Linked DNA regions of Arachis hypogaea: region 2 is linked to region 1. Evidence: chromatin contacts called from public Hi-C data. All regions are on one chromosome and are shown on one strand. Each heading gives the region's core, a stretch centred on a gene start, on an enhancer-like site or on the middle of the called end of the contact. The rest is flanking DNA. Distances are from core to core; before and after follow the strand shown. Region 1 holds the start of LOC112784255 (cellulose synthase A catalytic subunit 6 [UDP-forming]). Region 2 holds the start of LOC112782775.

What was found. Hi-C and Micro-C count contacts between places; a contact is called where the count stands out from the background.
Region 2: a contact with region 1 is called in a Hi-C map of leaf, with 3 times the contacts expected there. The contact joins the promoter of LOC112782775 here to the promoter of LOC112784255 in region 1. A contact is called at or near these places in 2 of 8 Hi-C or Micro-C datasets (both in leaf).

Annotation. Positions count from the first base shown.
Region 1 is chr20:109,210,185-109,217,703 of arahy.Tifrunner.gnm2.J5K5, reverse strand. LOC112784255 (cellulose synthase A catalytic subunit 6 [UDP-forming]) reads left to right here and starts at 3,725. Exons shown (of 14, transcript XM_025827411.2): 1 at 3,725-4,800; 2 at 5,555-5,750; 3 at 5,832-6,046; 4 at 6,156-6,258; 5 at 6,352-6,535; 6 at 6,834-7,100; 7 at 7,244-7,519. The coding sequence starts at 4,720.
Region 2 is chr20:109,875,844-109,883,362 of arahy.Tifrunner.gnm2.J5K5, reverse strand. LOC112782775 reads left to right here and starts at 3,153. Exons shown (of 4, transcript XR_011879192.1): 1 at 3,153-3,613; 2 at 4,407-4,634; 3 at 5,714-5,828; 4 at 6,549-7,068.

The DNA.
Region 1 (7,519 bases), core at 2,476-4,975:
AACACAGTAATGTGGAGCGACAGACAAAGAACTCAGATAACAAAACAACAAACAATCTGAACAGAATCCCTGTTGTTATTTTCGGCATTGCCATCAATAACAGAAGGGATCCGCACTACGCCACTCTCTATAATTTGTCAAAGATTTGTGAAACACCTCTTGAACACCTGCTTCCTTGTGGTTAAATATCCGTCCGTTTCTCTCAAGCCAAACATTCCATATGACTGCAAAAAAACATATGAGCCACTTGTTGAGCTCCTCTTTCTTGCTAATGACACCCGTCCAACTCTCAAAGTGCTCTTTTAGTGAACCCAGAACAGACCACAACCTCCCAAATTCAGATAGCCATTCACACCACACTTGTCAGGTAAACTCACAACCAAGAAACAAGTGGTGAATATGTTCCACTAATTGCATATATTAGACCCAAGTCTTAAAATCTTCTGCAGACGCTGTTAATCTGTTCTGATCTTTCCTCTCTTCAATCTGTATAACCTCATTAAAATCTCCCATGTAGCATATTGGGACTTGACATAACCCAGCTAAAAAGCTCAGTTTCTCCCACACAGCTAGTTTCTCCACTCTAGTATGAGCACCATATACTAAACAGAAAGCACAATTGAATTCATTTTTGATAGGACTCCTTCAATACATAACCATCTCTTCCCTTTATAACAGTTATTCATTTTAACAGCAATTCATCCCACATTAATAATAGACCTCCGGATGAGCCTTCCGACCCTACAAACTCCCACCCCACAGCATCACTCCCCCAAATATTAGCTATATCAAACTTAGTCACAATTTGCATCTTAGTTTCAACCAAATCTAACATATTCAGTTTTTGCTTCTTTTTTAATTCTTTCACCATACTCGACTTTCCAACACCCCGCAACCCCCTAACATTCCAAGTGCTAAAAATCATTTTAAAACATTATTACATACCTTTTTCAGTTTTTGGGGTCTGCATCTTCGTGCCTTCTCTTTCTGCTTTGCCAACCTCCTTTTTTGAGCTAGTGCTTCGTTCTGTTCTTGAAGAATGGCCATGATGTCATCTTCGTCGTTGTACTGCACTGCTCCTGATTCAACCGCCAATTCCCACGTCTTCCTGCTTTCAAGCATCTGCTCCTCCCGTTCCAAATCTTTTATTTTACTGTTTCCCTATTTTTCGGCGTCAGTATCCACCACACCCCCGGGCCCAGTACTGCATCCATCAAGTCATGTACCACCGACTGTTATACAATCACCCATGGCGTCTCTTCCATTCTTGACAATGCTTTGTTGAAGGTCTGTAGGTATGACTAGTATCTATCCGGGTCACTACAGGTTTGTCCACGGCTTTCTCCCCTGGCCCACCATCCCTTGGAAATTGAAACCTCACTATCGGCATCACTAGTCGGCTCGCCTCATCCGTCGTGCACTCCATGAGGGTGGTTTCCGTCGGGCAAAGCTCAAGCGCAACCTTCACCGTCGCAGGCCTGCAATCATACTCGCCTCCACGATCCCATCACTGTTCCACGGTTCTGAGCTCTCCGTTGCCGATCGAATCAGGCATACTGTCCCGGATTTGATTCGCCTGATCCACCTGATTCTGTGCAGCGTTGCAAAGCCCAGGAGTGGGTGAGAGCTCAACCCGACTTGGAGTGACCCGATCCGCATCCACCAACACCAGCCCACCACGTCCAGCATCTTTAGTATGCAACGGGCTTCTGTTTAAGCTAGTTGGGCTCAATCTACCTCCATTTGCACAATTTGCACAAAACACTCTATTGGGCCAGCCAACAAGCTTTTTTTGCTGTCCTGTTTCCCTCCAATAGTTATCTTTCTTCAGCCCATCAATGCCGTAATCCCAAGTAATAGTATTTTCGGATTCAGCATCATTTATTAGCAAATCATTATATCCTCTCAAATCAGCACTTCCTTCTAAATTAGGATCATCCGTTTCTTTTGATTTTTGAAATTGAATTGAATTGCAATAACTCCATTCATTCAATATGTTCTCAAAAATTACTACTCTACCCTCGTCCACTTCTTCTTTCCTTGGCACCGCCGTCATCAGCTCAACCACCGGATCCCTGCTTGCCACCGGAACTATGGTGCTCGAACTGCTAGCAACCAAATTCTCGCATGATTTTAGGGGACAAGAATTGTCTACCTCTCGAAGCTTACATTCCCGACCATAACTCTCCTGCCCCACCTCTTTAACTAGGACGTCGAATCCACTAGTTCCAATTGTGATGTGAATCCACTCTTTAATTGTGTCCATAATACAAGTATCGATTTGTACCCGTCCCACACTGAACGACAGGCATGATTCCGTAGCTTCGTCGCATCCAATAACTTCTCCCCAATGGCTTCCTATTATCTTGAACGTCTCTGCTGACCACGTGTGCAGAGGGACCCCAAAGCACTCTAATCATACCCTTCGAGTTTCACTACGTTCCTCCTCATCCCATCTCTAGACGTTATGAAAAAGTTGCAGCAAATTATTCATTTTGAACGTGTAGACTTCTTCTGCACTCAAAACGCTGTCAAAGGTCATGAGTGCTTTGTAGGCTCCAAGTTCTCGTACTTGTACAACCTGAGGGAAGTTCTTTCTAATTATAGTCTTCAAGGATCTATTGTCAATAGCCTTTGTAGTTCCGCCTATTAGACTCCTCTGTAGCCATTCAAGATTCTCCTTTGCCACAGGAACCTCCATCTTCTTCGTCCACCCGTTGCCATGTGGATCTTCTTTTTTCCCTGCTTCTGCCTGTCTCCTACGCTCTTCGATACTCTTCCCTGAAACCTTCAGACCCTCCTCATGTTGAGATTGATGATGAGCAATTTTCCGGCCATCGCCCTCCACTTCATGCCTCTTAACATTCTCCACTTCATTTGTTCGTCTATACCTCGCTTCTCCTACTGAAACAACCTTTTCTCGTAACCTCATTCTATTCATCTCCACAATAGCTTTTGTGGCTCCACCCTTCGTTGTATACCGGATGAACGCAAAAATGTACATATTACCATTTTTTTGTTTTCGTGAGAGATAAATATCATTTATTCGCCAGTCTAGTTGAACAAGTGGTACAGCTAGCTCTTTGATATGTCTTCAGGAAGATGATCTACAAAGATAGAGAACGATTCGTTTTCCAATCTACAGTACTCTTCTCGATTCCAAACCCTCGGATCTTTACGAAATTGCCTAATTCTACCCCTCCCTGTGTTTTCCACCCCCTCTCTCTCTCCCTCTCTCATCTCATCTTTTAATCACAAGTTCTATCTAATTATATTAATTCGAGAATGATCTATTAGGCTGCGTTTGTTTACAGAGATAGGACACTAAAACAGGGACACTGAGACACAAAATCGTGTTTGACAGAGAAGACATGGACAAAGACAATGTGTCCAGAGACACTGAATTAGTGTATTTGTGTCCATCCTGACAGGAAGAATACAGAGACACTAACAAGGAACACAACTTATTTTTTATTTTTTCTTTCATTATTCTTATTAATTTTTTATAATTATATTTTTATTGTTATATTTTTCATCTCAAATTTTTTGAATGAAAAAAATGAGAATAAATTAAATTTTTATAATTTGTTTTAGTTTATCACTAAATAAAATATAAAAATACCAAAATTTTATATTTTTATCTATCATCAGTATCTTTTCCTATCCTGTTTTTAGAAACAAACGCAGCCTTAATAATGATGCGTGGTTTAAAAGAGTTTCAACTAGTAGATATGAAGCTGCAGATCTGGAAAGCAGAAAGGGAGCTAATCACATTGGGCGATTAATGAATGAATAATGAATAATATAGTAGTAGTAAAGGCAAAGCACAGAGGCACAGTCAACAGAGTCCAGCTGTGGTCCGCACACCTATCTATCGCCTCCCCTATCCTATTGGTTTCTGAATTGTGAAGTAGTAATGAAATGTTCATGTATAGAAGGCGCGTGAGATGGAGGGAGTGAAGGTAATTTTCACAATATTTGAAAGGCCATGAATCTACGCCGCGGGAGCAGAACATACTTCCCACTATCTTCCTTTCCCTTTAATTCCAACTCCCTCTCTCTCTCTCTCTCTAAACCCACTCACTCTTTTACATTTCATACCTCTCAAAGGGGAAGACATAATTAATTTGATCTGTAGTAGAAAGGTTTTCACCCAACTCCGGTGGGGCGATACAGCCCAGCGCCACCACCATCGCCCGGGCCCCACCTTACATCACTCACATACACACTCTCTAATTTTCTTGTTTTTTTTTTTTTGTTTCCTCTTCCCCTTTTATAATATTCTCGATCTCTATTTCTCTCTCCCTCTCTCTCTATACCTTCTCTATTACGCATTTACGCGTATTCGCAACCTTCCACATAAACACTATCTATACTTTGTTTTACTCCTCTTTATTTCTTTCTTTTCTTTTTCCTTCTATCTCTCTTTCTCTCTCTGGCATAGATTGCGAACAGCCTGGTTACAGCTTCAAGAGGGAACTTGGCTTCTCAAGGAATCAAAGTACACTCACACACCAACTCCAAAAGCCTTGCCTTTCTTTCGCTCATTTATGTTACTTTTTTCGTCTTAACCTCCAGAGTTACTTGCATCGAACGGAGAAATAGTCCATTTTGGTTTTCATGTATGCGTGTCTTCTAGGATCTTCTCTCAGAGCCTGTATTGATAGCAGCATTGGGTGATTTTGGTGTTGATCTAAACAACATTGACTGGTAATAGTGATGCACACTGGTGGTAGACTCGTTGCTGGTTCCCACAACAGGAACGAGTTCGTCCTCATCAATGCCGATGAGAATGCAAGAGTAAGCTCTCCCATTCAATTGCATTTAATTTTTCATCTGTTCTTTCTCATTTCCATCTCAATAAAGCATTCTTTTTTTGTTCTCTTCTGGGTTTGTTGGCTGCTTCAATAATAGGGTTTGATAACTTTTTATGCAACTAATCTCTGCGTATTTTTCTTCTAATTCTTTGGCTATAAACGCAGATTTTACATATATTATTGTTTGCTTTGTTTTATTATTCTGTTCTTCTAAACTGTCGGTGGGATATGAAGTACATGATTTCGCGTTTGGGTTTTCTTCGATGAATCAATGGCAACGTGTACTTCTGACAAAACGCTTAGTTTTGATGAGGTTCTGTGCTAACCTTGGCCATTTTTGTCTCTATGCCTTCATTCATTGGTTGAGGATAAGGGTCCCGTTCCGTTTTGGTAGCTAGGAGCTAACCTTGATAATTGTTTCAAGTATTGAATTCCTATTCTTGTTTAACCCCCTAAATTGTTGGTCATAAACCAATTTGCTTTTGAGTTTCTGGTATTGGGAGTTCAGGATTGTGGGTTCTCCTGGGGTTTAAAATCAGATTAGATTGGTTTGTGGCAAAGTTGGACTCTTAGATCGTGTCACATTCACAAAAATGTTTAAACATTCATGGGAATTATTAGTTTAATGTAGATACTAAGATGCCAATAGGAATGGATCTTTCAATTTTCTAAAATATTGCACAACTGAAGAACTCAAAGCTAATTACACCTTTTTTGTCTGCATTTGTTCTTATCAGATTAAGTCTGTCCAAGAATTGAGTGGACAGAAATGTCAGATATGTGGGGATGAGATAGAAATCACAGAGGACGGGGAGCCGTTTGTTGCGTGCAATGAGTGTGCATTCCCCGTTTGTCGGCCTTGCTATGAGTACGAGAGACGAGAAGGGAATCAAGCATGTCCACAGTGTAAAACCAGATACAAACGCATCAAAGGTGAAATTGTTGCTATGTTATTATCTCTCCTTGACAACTTAGTTTTACTGTGCCGAATACTAATTAATCAATGAATTACAGGTAGTCCCAGGGTTGAAGGTGATGAAGACGAGGATGATATTGATGATTTAGACAATGAGTTTGAGTATGGGCATCATGATGCCTTTGGAACCACTTCGGATGCAGTGTCTTCCGGACATTATGCTAATTCTAATATTGCTGGCAACCCTGCAAATTTTGAACATGACTCAGCTCCTCTCAATTCTGAGATCCCACTTTTGACATATGGGGAAGAGGTGCATTTGCAAATTATCCTTTTGATGATTTTTAGATTTTACTTGAATTCAATTTGCACATTAGTACTAAACTAAAATCTGCATATAATACTGCTTTTATTCTTTATAGGATTCAGAAATATCTTCCGATCGACATGCTCTAATTGTTCCTCCATATATGAATAATGGAAACAGAGTTCATCCCATTCCTTACACTGATCCGTTTAATCCATGTATGTCCTGGGCTACTGCTTCATTGTGCTTTTTTTACATTTCATTTTCATATAGCTGTTCATGTTGTGACTATGGTGCTTCTGTTGTCTCAGTGCAACCAAGACCAATGGTTCCAAAGAAAGATATTGCAGTGTATGGGTATGGAAGTGTGGCTTGGAAGGATAAAATGGAAGAGTGGAAGAAAAGGCAGAATGACAAACTTCAGGTGGTGAAGCATGAAGGGAACGACAATGGTGGAAACTTTGGTGATGATTTGGAGGACCCTGATATGCCCATGTAACTCTCATACTATTACTTCCTGTTCCTTACTAAATTATTCCTTTGCTTGATTGATTGTAGTGAAATTAAGAGTTTTCATCGCTTTGTTATAATATGGTGGCAATCCATATGTAGTTGGAACATAAATGAATATCTCTTAGCTGAGCGATCTGTGTGACTGCTATGTTGTTAGATATTGTGGTGGGGTTGTGCATAAGTTTAACTACAAAGAAATTTTGTTTTTAAATCTTGGCCATATAATTTTGTTTTGCTTAGCATTTCTTTAAACATTTCCTCCCTTGTTATGTTCTGTCAGGATGGATGAAGGCAGGCAGCCGCTTTCTCGGAAGTTACCTATCCCTTCAAGCAAGATAAACCCATACAGAATGATTATAATACTCCGTCTTGTAGTTCTTGGGCTTTTCTTTCATTATAGAATTCTCCATCCAGTTAATGATGCATATGGGTTGTGGTTGACATCAGTCATTTGTGAGGTATGGTTTGGCGTATCATGGATTATGGATCAGTTTCCAAAATGGTACCCAATACAGCGAGAAACATACCTTGATCGTTTATCGCTGAGGTAATTGAGGCTGCTGCAACTGTTGCTTTTTATTTGTTGATTAAGTTTTAGTATAGTCGCCATGATATTGATATCTCATTCTATTTTTGATGCTTAATTTTTGGAGTATATTGCCTCAATATATGATTCATAAACAAATGCAGGTATGAAAAAGAAGGGAAACCATCTGAGTTGTCGAGTGTAGATGTTTTTGTCAGTACAGTTGATCCCATGAAAGAACCTCCTCTGATAACGGCAAACACTGTTCTGTCTATCCTTGCTGTTGATTATCCAGTAGATAAAGTTGCATGCTATGTCTCAGATGACGGTGCTGCCATGCTTACTTTTGAAGCACTTTCTGAAACATCTGAGTTTGCCAGGAGATGGGTACCATTTTGTAAAAAATATAATATTGAGCCCCGTGCCCCAGAATGGTATTT
Region 2 (7,519 bases), core at 1,904-4,403, 670 kb before region 1:
AGTTTTTAGTAGTTTTTGTTTAGTTTTTATTTAGTTTTTATAGGTTTTAGTGTTAAATTCACATTTTTGGATTCCACTGAGTTTTTGTGTTTTGGACAATTTCAAGTAATTTTTGGCTGAAATTGAGGAGCTGGAGTAGAAGTCTGATTTAGAGACAGAGAAAGCACTGCAGATGTTGTCTAGATCTGACCTGCCTGCATTCGGAAGAGCTTTTCTGGAGAGATAGAAGTTCAAATGGAGCGCTCTCAACAGCTATGGAAAGCTGACTTCCAGAGCTTTCCAGCAATATATAATAGTTCATACTTTGCTTTGGATTAGAAGGCCCAAAATCGGCGTCCAACACCAGCTTCCTGCCCCCTTCCAAGCGTCCAGCGCCCAAAGAGCAGAGCCCAGCGTCCAAAGGCCCAAAGAGGACCCCCTAGCTGGCGTACCACGCCCAAGAAACCTCATAGCACGTGGATCTCATCAAAGCTCAGTCCAAACACTCACCAAGTGGGCCCTAGAAGTGAATTTTAGCACTAAATAGACTGTTGTACCTTTACTAGTCATCTATTTAGTATTTAAAGTGTATTTTACATGATTTTCAGAGACATCATACACCATTCAGCATTATTCACATTTTTCCATAGTATTTTTCTCTTCAGCATGAGTTTCTAAACCTCCTAGATTGAGGGGAGGAGCCCTGCTAAATCCTATGAATGAATAAAAATATTACTGTTTCTCTTCGATCCGTATTTGATTAATTCTAAGATGTATATTCGTTCTTCATCAATACGAATGCGTTGAACTGGCATAAGGTTATCACATTCTACATGGGTTCAGAGTGCGTCTTTCATCGGACAATGATGAACCACCAGCTTGAATACACGTCTCTCAGACGGCTAATGCACGACTTCGTTGGGGACTTCTTGAGACATCAGTTCAGCCGATTTACGAGGAGATTAGGGCCTTTGTGGTAGAGGCTAGAACCTAAGGTGCAGCATCCTCAGATCCGGAAGATTTGACCTTGTCTGTGGCGTTTTGAGTAGGATCATCAAGGAGAATGAACTGCAGAAGCTTCACCCTCAATCAGAATAGACCCGCACTAAACCTGGGGTTCAGATCTGGAGGAGTATTGGCAGCTGCTCAAACCAGTGTCAATCACATACAGCCTGCCATTGAAGAAATCACTCACAAGCAAAGAGAGCAGTAATACCGAAGTTAATTCAGAAAGACAAATCAACTCCAAGCCTCATCCATCACAGATATTCATCTAGGTTTTGAGATTATCTTTATAATTCCATCTTCCAAATCCAATTCTTCTATCCACCTGACTAAGACCTGCAAGATAACCATAGCTTGCTTCAAGCCACAATCCTCCTGGGATCGACCCTAACTCGTTCAGGTATTACTTGGACGACCCAGTGCACTTGCTGGTACAGCTGTACGAAGGTGTGGGGATTTGTGCACCACCAGCCAAGACTGACCATGACCACTGTCTCTTGGACTTTTCTAAGGGAAAATCAAGGGAGCTTGAAATTAGTGATGATAGGTAGGTATACTTAGCATGAAAATTTTTAACTTCCAAATTAAAGGATGAGCATTGTATTTCATCCCTTCCTGCCTCAAAAATGATTTTTTTAAATGGCAATTTATATTGATTGCCACTGAAATTTGACTAAACTCATTGTACCTCTTTTCTATTTATTTAAGTGACATTAATTTCTCTTTATGAAAGATAGTGATATTTTGAAATATTTTATTTTTTAATTTGTATAATAATTAAGGAAGTGTAAGTAAATACTTTTGGAACTGGAACCATTTTCATAAATATTTTTTATTTCTATCTTCCAATTTGGTATAAAAAGTCTTTGGCTCCCTCTCAAAGTATTTTTGACTTAAAATCAATGTATATTTTGGTCTATTGTTAAACTCCAGCTTTTGAGTTTTGAGCTATTGGACTCTCGAGAATTCGTTGTTCAGTTTTAGTAGTTTTTGAATGGCTACGGTAAGCGTTTCATTTTATTTACTTGCTCATGATGTGTTTGATGAAATGCCTTAACTACATGTGCTTTGCAAAATTAGTTTATTGTGTGGAGTATTGTTTTAGTGAGATCATGGTTACTACTTACACTAATGGTTCCTTATTCTTATTATTCCTTGATCTCTTGATTTCTAGTTTTGTTGTTTGAATAAGTGGATTGAAGGTTGATTCCTTGTTTACCTATTTGGGTAATGTTCATAAGCTATGTGACATGTTATATCCATATTTGAGATTTTCATAGTTTGATACATTTTATCTGCTATGTCACGCTCATTGTACTACTCTTCATGATTTTAAATTTTAGTGTGTCAATGATGTTATGCACTTGAGATATTTCATTTCGTTATGTAAATGTTGCTTTTATGTATAATTTCAGATTTAGTGGTGTATCCTTCATGTTTATTACTCCTAATCAATGTTCTGAAAATCGGACCGGACTAGTCAGTCGAATTGGTCCAACCGGGAACCGATGATAAAACAGTCCAATCTTTTGTTTATAACCGTCCTTTTGTGAACCGTTCAAAAACCGCTGAACTGGCCGGTTCAGAATAAATGACACTGTTTTGAGTTTTTTTTTTAAAAGAAAAGAAAATCCAACCCGTGCCACCTTCATTCGTGAACAAGGTTGCGAGAACCGAACCGGTCAATGAATTGGTAAAGTGACTGGTTCAATAATTCGACCTAGGTTCAACCGGGGTTTAAACTGTTTAATTAAATATTAAATAAAATTATTAAAAATTCAATATATAATTTTAAATATTTAAATTTAATAATTTATAAACTAATAAAATTAAACATTTTACATAATAAATTATACATAATTTATCAATAAAATTTCATAAATAATTTCAAACATCAAAATTTATAACTAAAATAGATCAAGATGCACCTAAATGACACACATAATGTTCTACCAAAAAAACCATTGTTTTGAAAACCGAACCGAATCAGACAAATCAACCGGGTTAATCGAGAACCGGTCAACTAACCGATTCGGTTGAAGCAAAAAACCGTCTAACAAAAAACCTATAAAAAATCGATTGAACCGGCGATTAACCGGTAAACCGTTTGAACCGAACGGTTTTTTTCCGGTTATTTATTTTTAAAAAATGAAAAAAATAAAAAAAATATATAAACCCTCCCCTCACTCGCACACAAGTCCACGGAACCCAGCCCCCTCTCTCTCTCCACCCACGGAACCCTGGCCCCTTTTTCTTTCTCTCTCCCAGCCAACAGCAGCAGGAGGCCAGGAGCCACCGCCCAGTGCCCAGCGCCGTCGTCGCCGACAAACTCGTCTCCTCAGCCAGCGTCCAGCCTCGCCGTCGCCGATCCTCTTCTCCTGGATCCCATCTCCTCGCGTCGCTAGGTCTCATCGCCGAACGAGTGGACGGTGCTGTCGCCGCCGGGCGGAACTGACCGTGGTGGTATTAGGAATCATCGCCTGTGGAAGCTCAACCCCGCAGCCCCGTCGCCTGTGGAAGCTCGGCGCCGTCGCAGGAGCTTGACGTCGTCCCCTCTGTTGGAGCGCTGGAGCGCGCTCTCTGTGTTCACCGTGCCTCCGTCACCGTGTCCTAATTCTTGTGATTACAGGTTCTGAAATTTCTGATTTCATATTCTAGTTACTTTTTGTGTCTTAATTACAATGTTCATCACCTTTGTGATGTTATATTATATCTTATCTTCTGTCACTAGGAATCATTTAGTTTGGTTAATTACTTAATTTTGTTCATGATTTTTGTTAATTGGATTTTGAATTTTGTTTGCTGTGACTTGGAACCATTTTATTTTGTTCATGATATTGAACATTTTCCTCTGTTAGATACTTTGGTAGTTGATGATTATGCCAAGCTAGAATGATCAGAGGGAAATAATGATCAACATTCCAATTTGAGGTAAAAGTTCTACATTTTGTATCTATGCCAAATTTGGTGACCTTGCCCAGTAACTTCAAGGATCTATAAAGCCATTACAGTATTTGTTGGTTTCAAGATGCATCAATCTTGTGGTGCTTCTTGAGTGGCTCCCAACTATGGATTCAATTTTATTTTTGTTGCTGATGTGTATTTTGATTCAGAAATCAGGATTATGGGAATTGTTGCTGATTTTCTGATTATGGTATTGAAATGATGTTGCTGATTATGGGAATTGTTGCTGATTTTTTTAGTTTTGATGATTAGTACTTTTGTTAAGTTGAAAACTTGATTGTTGATTTTGTTTTCTTCAAGGTTCTGAAAACCGGACCGGTTATCAATCCGTTCTAGTCACTGGTTTATTAGTTCACAGGTTCAACCGGTCTAACCGTGGTTCAACCGGTAAAACCGTTTTATAAATTCTTCAAATTATACGAAACTGAATTCTTCAAACCCCCCTTTGACTGTAGCAGTGTTCAAATTGGTACCAAATCAAAACCCTAGTTCCTCCTCAACCGTTCTGCTGCCGTGCCGCCGCCGTCCGTGTTGTCGGCCTCCGCTTCTTCCTCCTTCCCCGTGTCCTGAACCCAGGCTCTCTTTTGTAGCTCTGCACGTCGTCCCCATCCTCCCTGACTTCTCTGTTCGAGGCTTGGAGCAGCTCGCCATCGGGTCACCGCTCGCCATCCTTCTCTCCGTCGAAGGTTAGTGGCCCTGCTTTCACTTCTTCAGTTCTTCTTCTTCCTTTTATGCTCTGTTTACTGATTTCTTGGTTCTGTTTAGTGTGGTCTGGTGTTTATTGAAATCCATAACTAAATGCTGATTGTTCTTTGATTGGGTTTATCAATTGAGAGCTGCTGTTAGTGTGGTCTGGTGTTTATTGTTGATTTACACAATTTATTTGTCATAGAAGTTATCTCACAGTTCAGGGAGATAGATTTGCCACTAGTACACAAGCCTCAGCCACACTTTCCCATCCCTTAATCAAATATTTCTCAAAATCAAATAAATGAATATGGCAATTTTCAAATTGGACCTGAAAATAATAGGCAGCAATCTTAAACCTATATAAAAAAAAAGTAAGGTAACAAATACAATTCTTGTCATAACAATACAATGACTTAATTCTTTGATAATAGTTAAGTAAAAAAAATTCTAATCGTAAACTCACATTAAACAATAATCTTAGGGAAGGAAAAGATTCCTTTTGTGATCAACTATGCAACTTCAAGTGTTAGAATATCAAGAGGCATAATTACCATTTACTGTACTCTGAACTCAGGTTTTCATTTTATGATACTATCCTCAAATTTAAGAGTTCATCCTAATCTTCAGGTTGAATAAGGACTTTGCCACGTTGATATATCAGAGAGAAGATCACGCAGTTGATCAATGAGTATCTTTAGGTGCACGTTCTTGTTGGCAAGCACCTATATTAACGAACAGATATTCAAATGTTAAACACAATAAATATAATTTGAAAAACAAAATACCTTGTTTCAGCAAACTAAAGTTATTGACCCAATTAAGTTGTTTCAGCAGTATTAACCAGTTAGGTTGGCAAGCCCCTAGAAGAATAAAATAGCTTCCAGGAAACTTAGCTGACATAACATGGATCCCTCAATACACAAAATTTGAGCCCAAAGTGACAATTATTAGTTAGTTTATTTATATTGGGAATTTTGAGTTATATATTTCTTACTCCTAAAAAGCATTGTTGTTAAAAGTATACAATAAATATCTATTTATGGTTTCTTAAATTTATTCCTTGTCTTCTATTCAGGTGGATGAATGGTCAGCATTTAAGGGCACGACCATCACAGGAAGTGACCCAATTTATTGGAGATCGCTGGAAGGCATCTGACTTATTCATAGTATCAGCAGGGCCCTTTGTTGATGTGAGATTTGATTCCATATGTCTTGATTTAGTCTCATTCTAAGTTGAATTCTATTTAATCATTTTCCAAGGCACTTGAATTTATTTAGTATGATTTTGTTGTGACTTAAAACATTAGACTCAAGTATGGCAGGTTTCCTATCATTGGCTTGGAAACTGTCAAGAAAATCAAGCATGGTTATGTTTGGTGGCTTTGGAAAATATGCCTCCGCATTATATGTTGCAGCAGTGAAAGCCAATTTAGTCGAAAAGGTTGAATCCGAGATTCTTCAGTTTGTTGAGGCAGTTAAGAATAGTACTATAATTTCCTAGGTTATAAGTGACTTGTCTGTGAAGAAAGATCATAAGATTTGATTGATGATATTTCATGTAATGCTTTAAATTTAGAAGATATTTTAAAGTTCATATTAAACTATAATTATGTTTTAGAGTGTTTATTTATAATTTATTTATTATTTTTATTATAAAACGGTTTTACCGGTTGAACCACGATTAGACTGGTTGAGCCTATGAACCAATAAACCAGTGACTAGAATGGATTGATGACCGGTTCGGTTTTCAGAACCTTGCTTCTAATAATTAATTTGCAACCAAGAATGTTAATGACTTGTTTGTAATCAAGACATTGGTTTCTCCTTTCATTATGTGTGGCATTGCTTTTAGTCATCCCTTTCATTTTTATTAAACTAATTTGTGTGCTTAATTTTCTATCTGCCATTAGATAACTGAAGAATGACTGTTTTGAAGCGGTACGTGCTGAGAATATTCATATCATTGAAACACATTACGGCAAATGTTGTGGATAGAAACCATGGTCATGTTGTAGCAACCTCCTCCACAGCGGAGCACTCCATTAAACAGTCACTTGAGAGTGGCCGGTCCTGCAATGCGAAAGCAGCTGCTGTTGTTGGGGAGATATTGGCCATGCGTCTCAAAGTTGAAGGACTTAAGGATGGACAAGGAAGAGGAATTTATGTCAATGTAACTAAGGAAATAAAGAAGAAGGGATTTAAGAGCCAAACCAAGGTTTGGGCTATTGTTAATGCCCTTAAAAACAATGGTGTTAAACTCATAGATGAAGATGATGGTAATGATTCTTCTCCTAGTCATTCATAAGATGTCTTTTGTATATCTATAAATATATTAGAATGTTTTTGTATCCAATGATAATATAGGAATGCAGTGATTTTTGTACTAAGAACATCTTTTCAATATACAAATACACCTATCTTCTGCTGTTATATTGATAGTAAATGTAAATCAGAATAATGTGTACTAGATGCTGTCATTTTTGTCACTTAGTTCTGTATTTTGGGCTGCCACTTTCATTTGGCATGCATATACTGTAGTAGCTACATCATTCACAGAAAGTTTATGTCCAAACAAAAATAGGTAATGATACCTACAATGAAAAAATATATATATATCATAACAGGTCCATCATACAAAGTTTCAGTGTTTACACTTTACAGTGCTTATCCTGCACAACTCTATAGTTTTATTGAGTCTTTCATGAAAATATGTTAGACAAAAATCATAGAGTTGACCAGACTTATCAAGAATTAAGAAGTGAGAGGGAAAATGATATATTTGTAAGGTTGCTAATTGAAATTAGTGATGATAGGTAGGTATACTTAGCATGGAAATTTTTAACTTCCAGATTAAAGGATGAGCATTGTATTTCATCCTTTT